2 separate regions of the Arachis hypogaea genome follow, and region 1 is linked to region 2. A link is a contact called in public Hi-C data. All regions are on one chromosome and are shown on one strand. Each heading gives the region's core, a stretch centred on a gene start, on an enhancer-like site or on the middle of the called end of the contact. The rest is flanking DNA. Distances are from core to core; before and after follow the strand shown.

Region 1 (5,546 bases), core at 1,219-3,718, 150 kb before region 2:
ATAATCTTAATTGAAACTGAGAAGAAGTTGCTATGAGGAGGCATAATCTTAATCAAATGCCATCCAATTTAATATTTTTATCAAATACCTGTTCAATTGCTTCTTCAGTAAATGGATGCCAGTAACGCATCCCGACATAAACTTTGGCTGGGACATTCTTGACCCAAAGAGATTTCCTTAACTCTTCTGCCTGTGTAGAGAATCATTAAAAGGGTTATAATAATAACAGAAAAAGAAAAGGGGGAAGTATTTGTTGGTGTAGACATGTTATGTTAGCAAAAAAAATTGAAGTCAGTTGAAAATCATATGGACTAGTGAAAGCTTAAAAATTGCACTTGAGTGGTCAGGAAAAAGGAACAAAGAAATTAAGGATGAGACAACTAAAAATTCCACAATGCTAAAATTATAATTACCAACAAGCAATATTTCATCTCAGATAAAGAAGTTCTAACTTTTATTTGTTCAGAAGATTTGTAATCAACCGGTGATAGTATTAAAAAAAAGCCATCAGGAAGCATCATGCCTGTTCATCAGTCATACGTCTAAGAGGAGATCCACCACCAATTGAAGCATAGCCTTCTTTGCTCTTTGGTGCTCGTACCACAGAGACAAATTGGGCTAGCGGTTTTTGAAGAAAACTAAATAACCTTGGCAATCGTATAATATCCTGCATAGTTGCAAACAACAAATAACTATCCAACAAAAAATAAGAAATTGAACATTTTAGTTCATCTCAGCCTATATAGAAATAAAAACAATCATTCAGATGAATAGAGGGTTAAAGCTAGAGTAGTACAGGATCAGCAAAAAGGTTAAACAGAAAAGGCTGCACATCATCTAGAGTCTCTGGTCCTCCAAGGTTTAACAATAACACTCCAATCTTATCATCACCAACAAGAGGTGTACCAGAATCAGAAACATCTTGAGCTGTTGGAGTAACTAAAGCATCAACCGGCAACAAGTGCCGCCTGAGTGATTGCTTGGAAATAAAGGGTTGTGCTTCAGACCATCCTGGCGAACATCTTCCCATGGTGTAATTCTTCAAGGGGTTAGCGGTAGTTGAAGTCTCCGCTTGGCCTCCAGAACAGCGATACATCTTTTGGGAGATGCAGATTGCCTGTGGCAACAACCTATGAAAGTAAAAAATATTAAAAAACTTTGCAAAATCTACTAACATTTAGCAATAAGATAACTGAATTACATGAATAAAAATTTTAATAAGAACATGTTAAAAACATACTTTTGGCATTAAGATGTTCATACCAAATGTTTGGAACAGGCAAGCAAAAGGGCTCATAGCATACAACACATGCTTATTTAGAAAGCCAGGATTAAGTTGGGTTTTCTGCCCAATGGAAACAAAATTATAAACGAAAGCTTATGGTCTTCGACACTTTCGGTAAACTTCAGAGGGAACAAAGAGTAGTTGACATAACATTATAATATTTCCTTAACCAATGGAATATTTTATGTTAAAAAAGCAATCTTATAATGCCAATAATAAACACTAAAGGAATACTCAATATAGAAATTAACTTTTTGTTGTGGACATTGTGGACACAATATAAGCAACGAAAATAACCCTATTTAGAATTGGATCTCAGATTTTTAACAATTTAATAGGCAGGGTAACTAACTCCGATGTCAGAACATGGTGCTTCTAGCTAAATGAGTCCATATTTAAGTCCTAACAACTAGACTTCAAGTATGTGCTATGAAACACTGCTGAATACCGAAGATACCTATATGAATAGTTACCCGAACATTGATAAAAACACGGAATAATCACTAATGGGAGTAAAGGCCGAAAGCAATACTTACAGAGGAAACTTGAAATTGCGAGAAGCATGAGTGAGACATGGCGGAGGACAGCGAATATAAGAGCAAGAAGAAGAGGAAGGAGATGAAGGAGCGTGAATTGGAGAATTCATAGCTTGTGATGAATGAAAAATCATCACTTTTCACCACTTGCTCGTCCTTCAGTTCCTGCAAAATGTAATTTTCAGGCTTCAGCAACAAAACTCAAAGCTCAAGCGAACGAAACCCAGAAATCAATTACAGAAAAGGAGTGAACTTTACCTAATTCCAACCAATTTGGAAGAGAAAGACCTATCACTAAGCAGAAGGGGGACTACGAATAAAGACCATGTAAAGTTCCTTTCTTTTTTTTTATTTATTTGATGGGTTCTTTATGCAAATGTAGAAAAAAAAATGTAATAAATGCTAAGTAGGGTTTTGCATCTGAAATCTGAATAGAGAGAGAGAGACCCTTGAGGTTGAGAGTGACTGATCTCTGATGAGATTGGAAAAAAAATCCACAGCCACCTCTTGTTCCCCTTTTTGTGTTTATCAGCTTCTCATCTTCAACGATTTTTAACTGTCCAAAATTTTTCCAATATTATCTTTCTATCCTTTTCATTACATGGGGATTGGGCTCAAAACAATTTAATGTTCCCCTCTTCATGCCTATGAGTCTATGACATTTGTTTGCTTTTTATGTATTTTTGGCTTTATTTGTTAGGAGTGTTTATATGATTTTAAATTTTCTTACACTTAGAATGCAAACAATTTAATTAGATTCCATAAATGGTCATAGTAAATAATATAAATTATATTTTTATTAATATATAAATAGTAATCCAATTAAATATTTATTTAAAAATTATTTATATTTACAATGTACAAAAATTAAATTTATTATGAGGTATTTCTTTTTAATAGAGTATGTTGATTTTTGGACGATAAAAGGAATTTATAAGACTCCAAATATATCTGGGAATTTCTGAATTATCCAACTTGATGTGGACACACATGCATACCCATCAAAGATGTATGGCATATATATTTTTAATAAATTTATTTTATTTTCGGACTGATTATCCATGAAAGAATGAATATGCACCTCCACCAGCTTACTCTTTGAAGTAAATAAATCAAAAGAAATGTGACAATATATTGATAATTTGATATACTGTTAAATCCCCCCTTTAGTTACCAACCCAAAAAAAAAAGACTGGGTTTTGTTTAATGTTAAATAGTCAAGCAGGCGACATGGGATTTAAGTTTTTTTTTTTTTTCTCTAAATAAAATCATAGTTATGAAAAAAAATAATCATGTATATCGTTTTCTCCCTTCTATTCATGCTGCATTCCGTTTTCCTCTTCTTCAAAGGTGTAGAATGTAAAATTAAAAAATAAAAAAATCACATAATTTTGAGGTGAAGTACTGAAGTGGTAATTAAGTACATTTCCTTTGAAAATTAAAACAAAATGAAAAAAAAAAAATTGACGGGAGAAAGGATATTATGACTTGAGTCACAATTCACTTGCGTTTTTGCTAGAGGGAAGACCCACGTGGGTGCCATGTGAGGCACCAATGTGTTTGTTACTTTGTTACCTTATAATTTGTCGAGCAATAAAGAAGACAGCAGAATCTGAATTCCATAATTTTGTGTGTCTCTCATATCAAACAAATATAGTAGTCTAAGAATGCCCCCACAGATGAAATTTGCATCGGACTTTCTACAATGGGACTGCATTAGTCAATTCCATTCCAATCTCACATTAAAAGTTTCACACTTTCACTCCTATGGAAGGATCATCACTCACTCTACACAAATGATGATGATGATGATGAGATTATTTGTTCCGCAACTATAATGTTCTATTTTACATGTGATTGTGAAATTCACATGTCTATTTATCTTGGTTTTGTAGCGAGGAACATCGTTGATTTGGAGTGAGCCTGTATGTATTTTATTGCATAATAGGCCGCCTTCTCCAAAATTAAGAGGGAAAATTTTACAGTAATGGTAAAAATGTGTTTTATTCCACGTAATGTTGTAATTTTGTAAGTAACTTTATACTCTAATCATTCGATTATTAACTAATGAAACGGTCTAACTTTCAACGCCAGCAATTGTTATCATCTACGTATGCCTTTGATAAGAACAAATTTGAATTGGTTTATAGGAAGAGAAATAAGGAGTAGATAAGTTAAATTTTCACTACTTAATTTATAATTGTTGTTGGTTGGCTGTTGGTTAGTTCTTCTAAACTAGTTTAGCAGGTTATGAGCAATAATCTAGACTTACCTGCCCGTAATAAATATTAGGAACTAATTAGTTCTAGTTAGTTAGAAAAATCTGTTTTGCTGTTAGTTCAAGAGAGAAAACTCTCTCTAGAGTTGATTAGATTCAATAGTGTAATAGTGTTATTTCAGTAAGAGACTATGATTTATAATTCTTAGTTCATGAATAAAATTTTCTAATTTCTGCTAGATCCTATCAACTGGTATCTAAGCTTGATGATCTTGGCGCTGAATGATGCAATCGAGATCAACGAAAAAGGAGACACAATTTGACACAATCAAGTCGCGCATGGAGGAGATGTGCCAATCGATGCAGGAGACACTTTAGCGTTTCGATTCCAGAATGGATCGTTCGAAAATCGTGCGCTTAATTGGAACAAGCATGGTTCACTGGGATCGCACCAGGCTGGTTGGCGGGAAATCGTGGCACGCTAAAGCAATGGTGGAAGCTAGAATTTTCGATCTTCCACAATGATGACATGGTGGTTTGGATTGAATGCATGGAGCAATTTTTTTTGCTACGCGCAGTGCTAAAGGAGGAATGGCTCACATTCGTCACCTTTGTGATGGAAGGAAGGACATTCACGTGGTTCAGGTAGTGGGAGGTCTCCACACACCAGAATCGCTAATGGACCTCTTCTTGAACGGGTTGAAACTGGAAGTGGGTGAAGAATATAAACTGTTTCCATACTAGTCAGTGGATGAGTTGATGGAGCTGGCACAAAAGGTAGAAAATTGCACCACTACCTTGCGAGGAGTATCAGGACACAATAAACCATTGGCTTCCAACTTCGTTGTTGCCAATTCACCCATTACCAAAGATATGCACCCTGCTATAGCATCTAATTCTATAGCAAATATGGGCGTGGAGTCGATGTCAAATCCCTTGCGACGGCGCAGATTGAGACATCTCAGCAACGAGGAGTATAGGGTGAAGCACGCTAGGGAGAAATGTTTCATCTATGATGAACCATACTCAGTAGAGCATGTATGAAAAAACAAAGAGTTCAAGCTACTGATCATGGAACCAGAGGCTGAGGAAGGGAAATGGTTAGAGCATGAGGCTGTTCTAGACACAATAGAACAGCTAGAGCTCAAAATTTCAAGCTCCAATCGCCACCATAGGTCGTTCAAGGCATGGGCTGAGGTGAAAGGGCGTTGAGTGAGAGTGCTGGTTGATTGTAAGACCTCAGATAATTTTGTAGCACCGAAAATTGCAGCAGAACTAGGGCTGGCCATAGATACTACACCTAAGTTCCGAGTGAGGGTGGTTGACCGTCGAAATTTGAGGGGACATGACAAATACAAGGGAGTCATATTAAGCTTCTAGGGGTTGTCTGTAACAGAGAATTTCTACCTTTTTTCCATCAATGAGGCAGAGTTTGTTTTGGGGCTAGCATGGTTAGACAAGTTGGGAGTCATTAGAGCAAGTTTTACAAATTCTTGGATCGAGATAC
Region 2 (5,758 bases), core at 2,058-4,557:
ACACTGTTAGTTACATATACCCATCATTGTCATCACATTGATTCATTCATTCATTCATTACATTCACAACGCTGAAACAAATAGATGCCAACCTACTATTGGGTATTACCGTAAATGTACCTTATAGAGTAAAGATTATTATATTTTCCTTCTAACAACTAGTACTATACTACTATACACTCCTTTTATTTTCTTTACTCCTTTTAAAGGCCTGTAATATGAATCTATTACAAGAGGTTCTCTAATCAGACAAAGGTAGATATAAAGTAAGGGAAAAAGATGTTAGAATGGGGGGAAATGTATACGAAAAATTGAACCACATTGCTGCTTTTAGATGTCATGTAATAACTCTTCTATCAATGGTCTTCAACAGAGTGCAGCCCAAGCCTGTGTCTCATTGTTGAGACATTGACCGAATATTCCTTCATGTTGTTTCGTTCCCATTGGTCATTGTCACCATTGATTGTAATTGACAAAAGAAACTATTCATGTTAATTGTAACTTTATAATCGTATAGATTTCTTCAATAAACAAAGAGGAATAATTTATAAGCATAATAAATTTAATATTATAAGGGAAAAAAAAAGAGCCAAGCACGTTGGTATCAGTTCTCTCTCCTACGTGTTTCAGTATCACTCAAGTGACAAGGTCTGTGATAATATTTGATTATTCCTTCGCTAATAATGTAAGGTATTGTTTGGACAGCCCAAAGAAAAAAAGAAATGTGTTGCTCAATGCTCAATTCGGAAAATAAAAAAAATAAACAGAAAAATGGAAGGGCTATGTCACTTCGGAATCCTAATGCATAATGTATATGTATACTGCTTTCACAAGATTGAAAGGTCTGATGTTATGGAATTGTGCTATTGATAATAATAATTTGACTTAATATATTTGAATGGGTGCGGGTGTTATTAGAACTTCATTTGATGGCAAATGAATTGTGGAGTTAACATAATATCTCATGTCAAATAACTACAAATACGTTGGACTCAAACTACTGCCACATAATTTTTGTTTTAACACAAGCAAGTGCCTATAGTCTTGTAGATCATAACTACAGACTTTTACCTTAAATATGCATATTTTAGGTGCTTGCAACCTTGCAAACTCTAGGTGCTTGCAAGTTGCAACGTTGCCTCCTATATTTTTATAGTTCCATCAAAGAAGGCATAGCAAATATAGTTACTTGGACAAAAACTAATACCACCAAACAAAATGAATGTTCTTTCTGGGAATCATCATTCTATAAAGATTCAGAAACAGATTCTAAAACCAATGCCTATAGAAACTATAGTAAGTACATAACAGATATTGCTTTGGCGCATTACTTAAGCAGTAAGAACTAAGAACAACATCCAAATTGAACATGAGAAATTCTATAAAAAGGGGAAGAAAAAGAAAAGAGTTGAATGTAATGAGATTAAGGACTTCAAAAGATTTTCCACTATTTCATTAATAAATTACTAATACCTATGCATAATTGCATACACAATTACATTACAGAGGAAGGACAACAACGAGAGCTATTGTAACTCTGCTCCAAAATTCCAACTGATCCCATCACAAGGTAACCTGAACCCTATTTTGATCCTACTAAAAGTATAATAAGAAAGAAAAAAGGCAATGCATCCAAGTAGAAAGGGTCAAAATCACAAAGCAAAGTTTCCGGCAAAGCATCAAAAGCAGCAAGAACAATCAAATGGACAGAGCGGAGTACCTCCAGCATCTGCCTTATTGAGGCCCAACTCATCTTCAGTGTAGATTGTGAGCCCATCACTGGTTTTCTTTCTTGATCGGGAAGGTTTGTCTAGAAAGCCACCATCATCATTATCATCTTGCTCTTTGGTCTTCTTCTTCTTTTTCTTCATCTTCTTCTTGTCATTATTTGTTTTCTCATCATCAGATTTCTTTCTCTTTTTCCCAGCGAATATTTCATCAATTTCACTACCTGCCTTCTTCTGAGATGGCTTCTCCTCTTCTTCTTGCTCGTGCACAACATTATCATCCTCTTTCAGCTCCTGATTACAGGTCACTTTACAACCGTTCTTCTTCTTCTTCGTCATTGGAGTGAAAACAGTGTTACAATCTTTGTCAGAACCTAGTGACAAAACATGTATTTTGTTTAGGGTTTCATCAAACACCAAATGCAAATTCGATAATAAAGAAGAGACTCTGCATTTATACGACTAGATTCAAAATAAGGAAAAACAAATCCCGAATTAAAAAAATACGTCAACAACGGCGAGCGGTAATGGAACAATTTCAAACAAACAGAGATACAAATTCAGAAGATTAACAAACAAACAAAAATTTAAAAAACACAAAGATTAATTTCAAATCAAAGTATCAAACAGAAAAAAAAAAAAAGAAAAAAAACCTGCAGATGGAGGAGAAGTAGTCGGCTGCGTGGCAGAAGCTGTCGGCGACGAGGCAGGTGCAGTCAGTCGCGAGAAACAGAATGCCGGAAGGGGCAGACGGCGGATCAGTGTTTTAGATCAGTGGCGACGAGGTAATCGAGGAAGCTGGCAGCGGCGACGACAGGGGAACTCGAGGAGGCCGAACGAACTGCTGAAGGCTGAAGGAAGCGGGAACCCGGGGGGAGTTAGGGTTTTGCAATCTTTTTCTTTTGTCATCTTTTTGGGCCTTAAGATATGGGCCTTAGAGAAAAGAAGTTCGCCGATGATCCATTGCATTGGGCTTCATTGAACTATTAATAGGCAAAGGAGCAGCATGTGTTGGTCTATTATTGGGCCGACCATTGAATCTTTTGAAGAAGAATGTGAATGTGCGTGGTGTGTGGTGTGTGGTCCATTTTGCCATATGTAGTATACCTGTGTTTTGTTCTTTGGTTTTCTTGTCCTCTTGTTTGTTTGTTTCTCATTAACCAAGACCAAAAATTTAAGAACATCCATGTATTCTTGTTTCTTGCTATCTAGAGATAATAAACTAATAATTACTCCATAATTTCACATTGTCCTGTAAGAACCTGTTTGTTTGTTTTAGAGTTGGAAGGTTCCCAAATACATTTTTTACTCGTCGCATATATAAACAAGAAAGTCAAGTTATTTGGCTAACCAAGTGTGGGAGGGCAAAATTTACCTTTTTAGGGTCATTTAGTAAAAGAACAATTATGTTGTTATTATTATTATTCTTACTAACAGGTCATTTTTTAATTCAAAAGTAATTTAAATTTATGTCATCCCAAAAAAGAAAAGGAAAAAGAGATCCAATGCAATGAAAATGCATGCTGTGCTAATGTGGGCCACATCGAAAACACTTTAACGGCCTGGATGCAATGGAAGGTACAGCTAGATAGTTGCAAGGGACAACAAAGCAAAAACATGCAGAGGGCTGAACCGCATAAAGTAAAGTACCTACTCGACCTCATAAGCTGCTAACGTTATTCCTTACCCTCTTTTTAATGTTAGTGTATTTCTGTTTTCTATTTAGTTCTTCTTCAATTCATTATTATTATGGGCCGGTATAGTTATCATTACAGGACCGTTTTCCAAATAAATGCTATATATTATATATTATATGGAATTAAAATTGATACACGAACATGAGTGTCGGGTTGGAAAATGGAAATCAATTTGAGATGAGAGTGGTGTGGGTGTGAACAACGGTATGTAGGTCCATCCTATTGGATAATAATTTGATGAGCAGAAATGATGTGTATGTAACTTGAGTTTGAATATATTTTATAAAGTGGTGATACAGATACAGATACAGATTTGTTATTTCATTTCATGACTTTATAAAATAATCGGAATATTTGTTTTAAGAAATAAGTTAGAAGAAAAAGCATGATGAGAAGTGGGTAAGCGGCAATGGCGCCGTTGATTTATGAGATAAGAACATTGCATTAGAAAGAGAAATATAGAACGTGGGGTGTGCTGCGAAGAAGAAGAGGTCCCACGTTTGTGAATGTGGGTCCCATATCATGTTCCAAGCTGGCACGTTCTCCTCTACATAAACCCTCGTTCTCTAACCCCTTTCCATCAAATTACTCACCATCTTAAACATCTTCATTGATGATGGCCGAGGAAGCTCCAAAGAACCAAGAGGCGGTGGTGGTTACACATGTTCCGCCGCCTGAGGCCGAGGAAGAGAAGAAGCAGCCCGTGACTTTGGGCACTCACCTCTCCAAGCTTCCGGAATCCGGAACCTTCAAGGAAGAAAGCACCAAGCTTTCTGATCTCCCTGAGACCCACAACAAGGCGCTACAAGAACTCAAGAGCCTCGTTCAGGAAGCTCTTAATAACCACCAATTCTCTGTCCCTAACCAACCCAAGCAACAACACAAGCCTGAAGAAGCTGTAACTGCTGAGAAAGAAAGTGAAACGAAAGAGGAAGAAAAAGCTTCTGAACCTGCCACGAAAACAGACAACGAGGACGAGGTGGGAGAAGAAGTGAAAGAAACCGCAGTGGTTGAGGTTGAAGAAAAGGTGGTGGCTGCTCCATCCATTGATGATGATGGTGCAAAAACTGTTGAGGCTATTGAAGAGACCGTTGTTGCTGTCTCTGTTTCAACAACAGAAAGTCCACATCCACCGGCACAGAAAGTTTGCCAAGAAGCCAAGGAGGACGTGCCATTGCCACCGGAAGAGGTATCCATTTGGGGGATACCACTTCTTGCAGACGAAAGAAGCGACGTCATCCTCTTGAAGTTCCTGCGCGCCAGAGACTTCAAAGTGAAAGACGCTTTCGCCATGATGAAGAATACAATCCGGTGGAGGAAAGAGTTCGGAATCGATGAGCTAATGGAGGAGAATTTAGATTGTGATGAACTGGAGAAGGTGGTGTTCATGCATGGATTCGACAAAGAAGGACACCCTGTTTGTTACAACATATTCGGCGAGTTCGAGAACAAGGAGCTGTATAAGAAGACATTCTCTGATGAGGAGAAGAGGCAGAGGTTCCTGAGATGGAGGATTCAGTTCTTGGAGAAGAGTATTAGGAAACTGGACTTCAATCCTGGCGCCATTTCCACCATTGTTCAGGTCAATGATCTCAAGAACTCGCCTGGTCTTGCCAAGTGGGAGCTTAGACAAGCTACCAAAGAAGCCCTTCAGCTACTTCAGGACAATTACCCTGAATTTGTGGCCAAACAGGTTCATCTTTTTTGTTATTCTCAAATTGCATGCAAATCACTAGTCATATAAACGATCCTCTTTGCCTTTGGTTCAGGTGTTCATCAATGTGCCATGGTGGTACCTTGCTGTGAATAGAATGATAAGCCCTTTCCTTACCCAGAGAACCAAGAGCAAGTTTGTGTTTGCAGGGCCTTCAAAATCAGCAGACACCCTTTTGAGGTTAAGGCCAAAAGATTCAAACTTTGCTTATTCCTTGTCTTTTCCGTTTAGTTTTCTGTTTGGATTCTGCATAGCTTTTAAAGTGCCCTCTTTGTCCTTTTTTTGGTTATTTCAGATACATAAGTGCAGAGCAACTTCCGGTGAAGTATGGTGGACTAAGCAAAGAAGGGGAGTTCGGAAACTCCGATGCTGTTACGGAAATCACAGTGAAGCCAGCAACGAAACATACGGTGGAATTTCCTGTTACTGAGGTGAGTTTTTTTCCTTCGTAATTTTCGGGATTCGTTTGGTTTCGAGAATCCAAAGAACCAAACATTGGAACGTGGAATATTGCATTGGATTCCTCTGTCTTCAACCGTTGAACACTATCTACTTCATTGTTGGAAAACGTTTTTTCAAACATTTTATAATTCCGTATATTAATGTCAGAGTATGTATAC

Evidence for each region. A called contact is a pair of places that touch in the nucleus more often than the background predicts.
Region 1: a Hi-C map of leaf shows a contact between it and region 2, with 10 times the contacts expected there. The contact joins the promoter of LOC112791042 here to the promoter of LOC112791037 in region 2. A contact is called at or near these places in 4 of 8 Hi-C or Micro-C datasets (leaf and an unstated tissue).

The regions. Positions count from the first base shown.
Region 1 is chr3:117,819,673-117,825,218 of arahy.Tifrunner.gnm2.J5K5, reverse strand. It overlaps LOC112791042 (ferrochelatase-2, chloroplastic), which reads right to left and starts at 2,468. Exons shown (of 11, transcript XM_025833721.3): 1 at 2,080-2,468; 2 at 1,822-1,986; 3 at 797-1,130; 4 at 524-667; 5 at 89-190. The coding sequence starts at 1,955.
Region 2 is chr3:117,673,621-117,679,378 of arahy.Tifrunner.gnm2.J5K5, reverse strand. LOC112791037 (patellin-3) reads left to right here and starts at 3,307. Exons shown (of 4, transcript XM_025833717.3): 1 at 3,307-5,117; 2 at 5,194-5,318; 3 at 5,434-5,569. The coding sequence starts at 4,038. LOC112791039 (a long non-coding RNA gene) reads right to left here and starts at 2,689. Exons shown (of 2, transcript XR_011880199.1): 1 at 2,381-2,689; 2 at 1,432-2,101.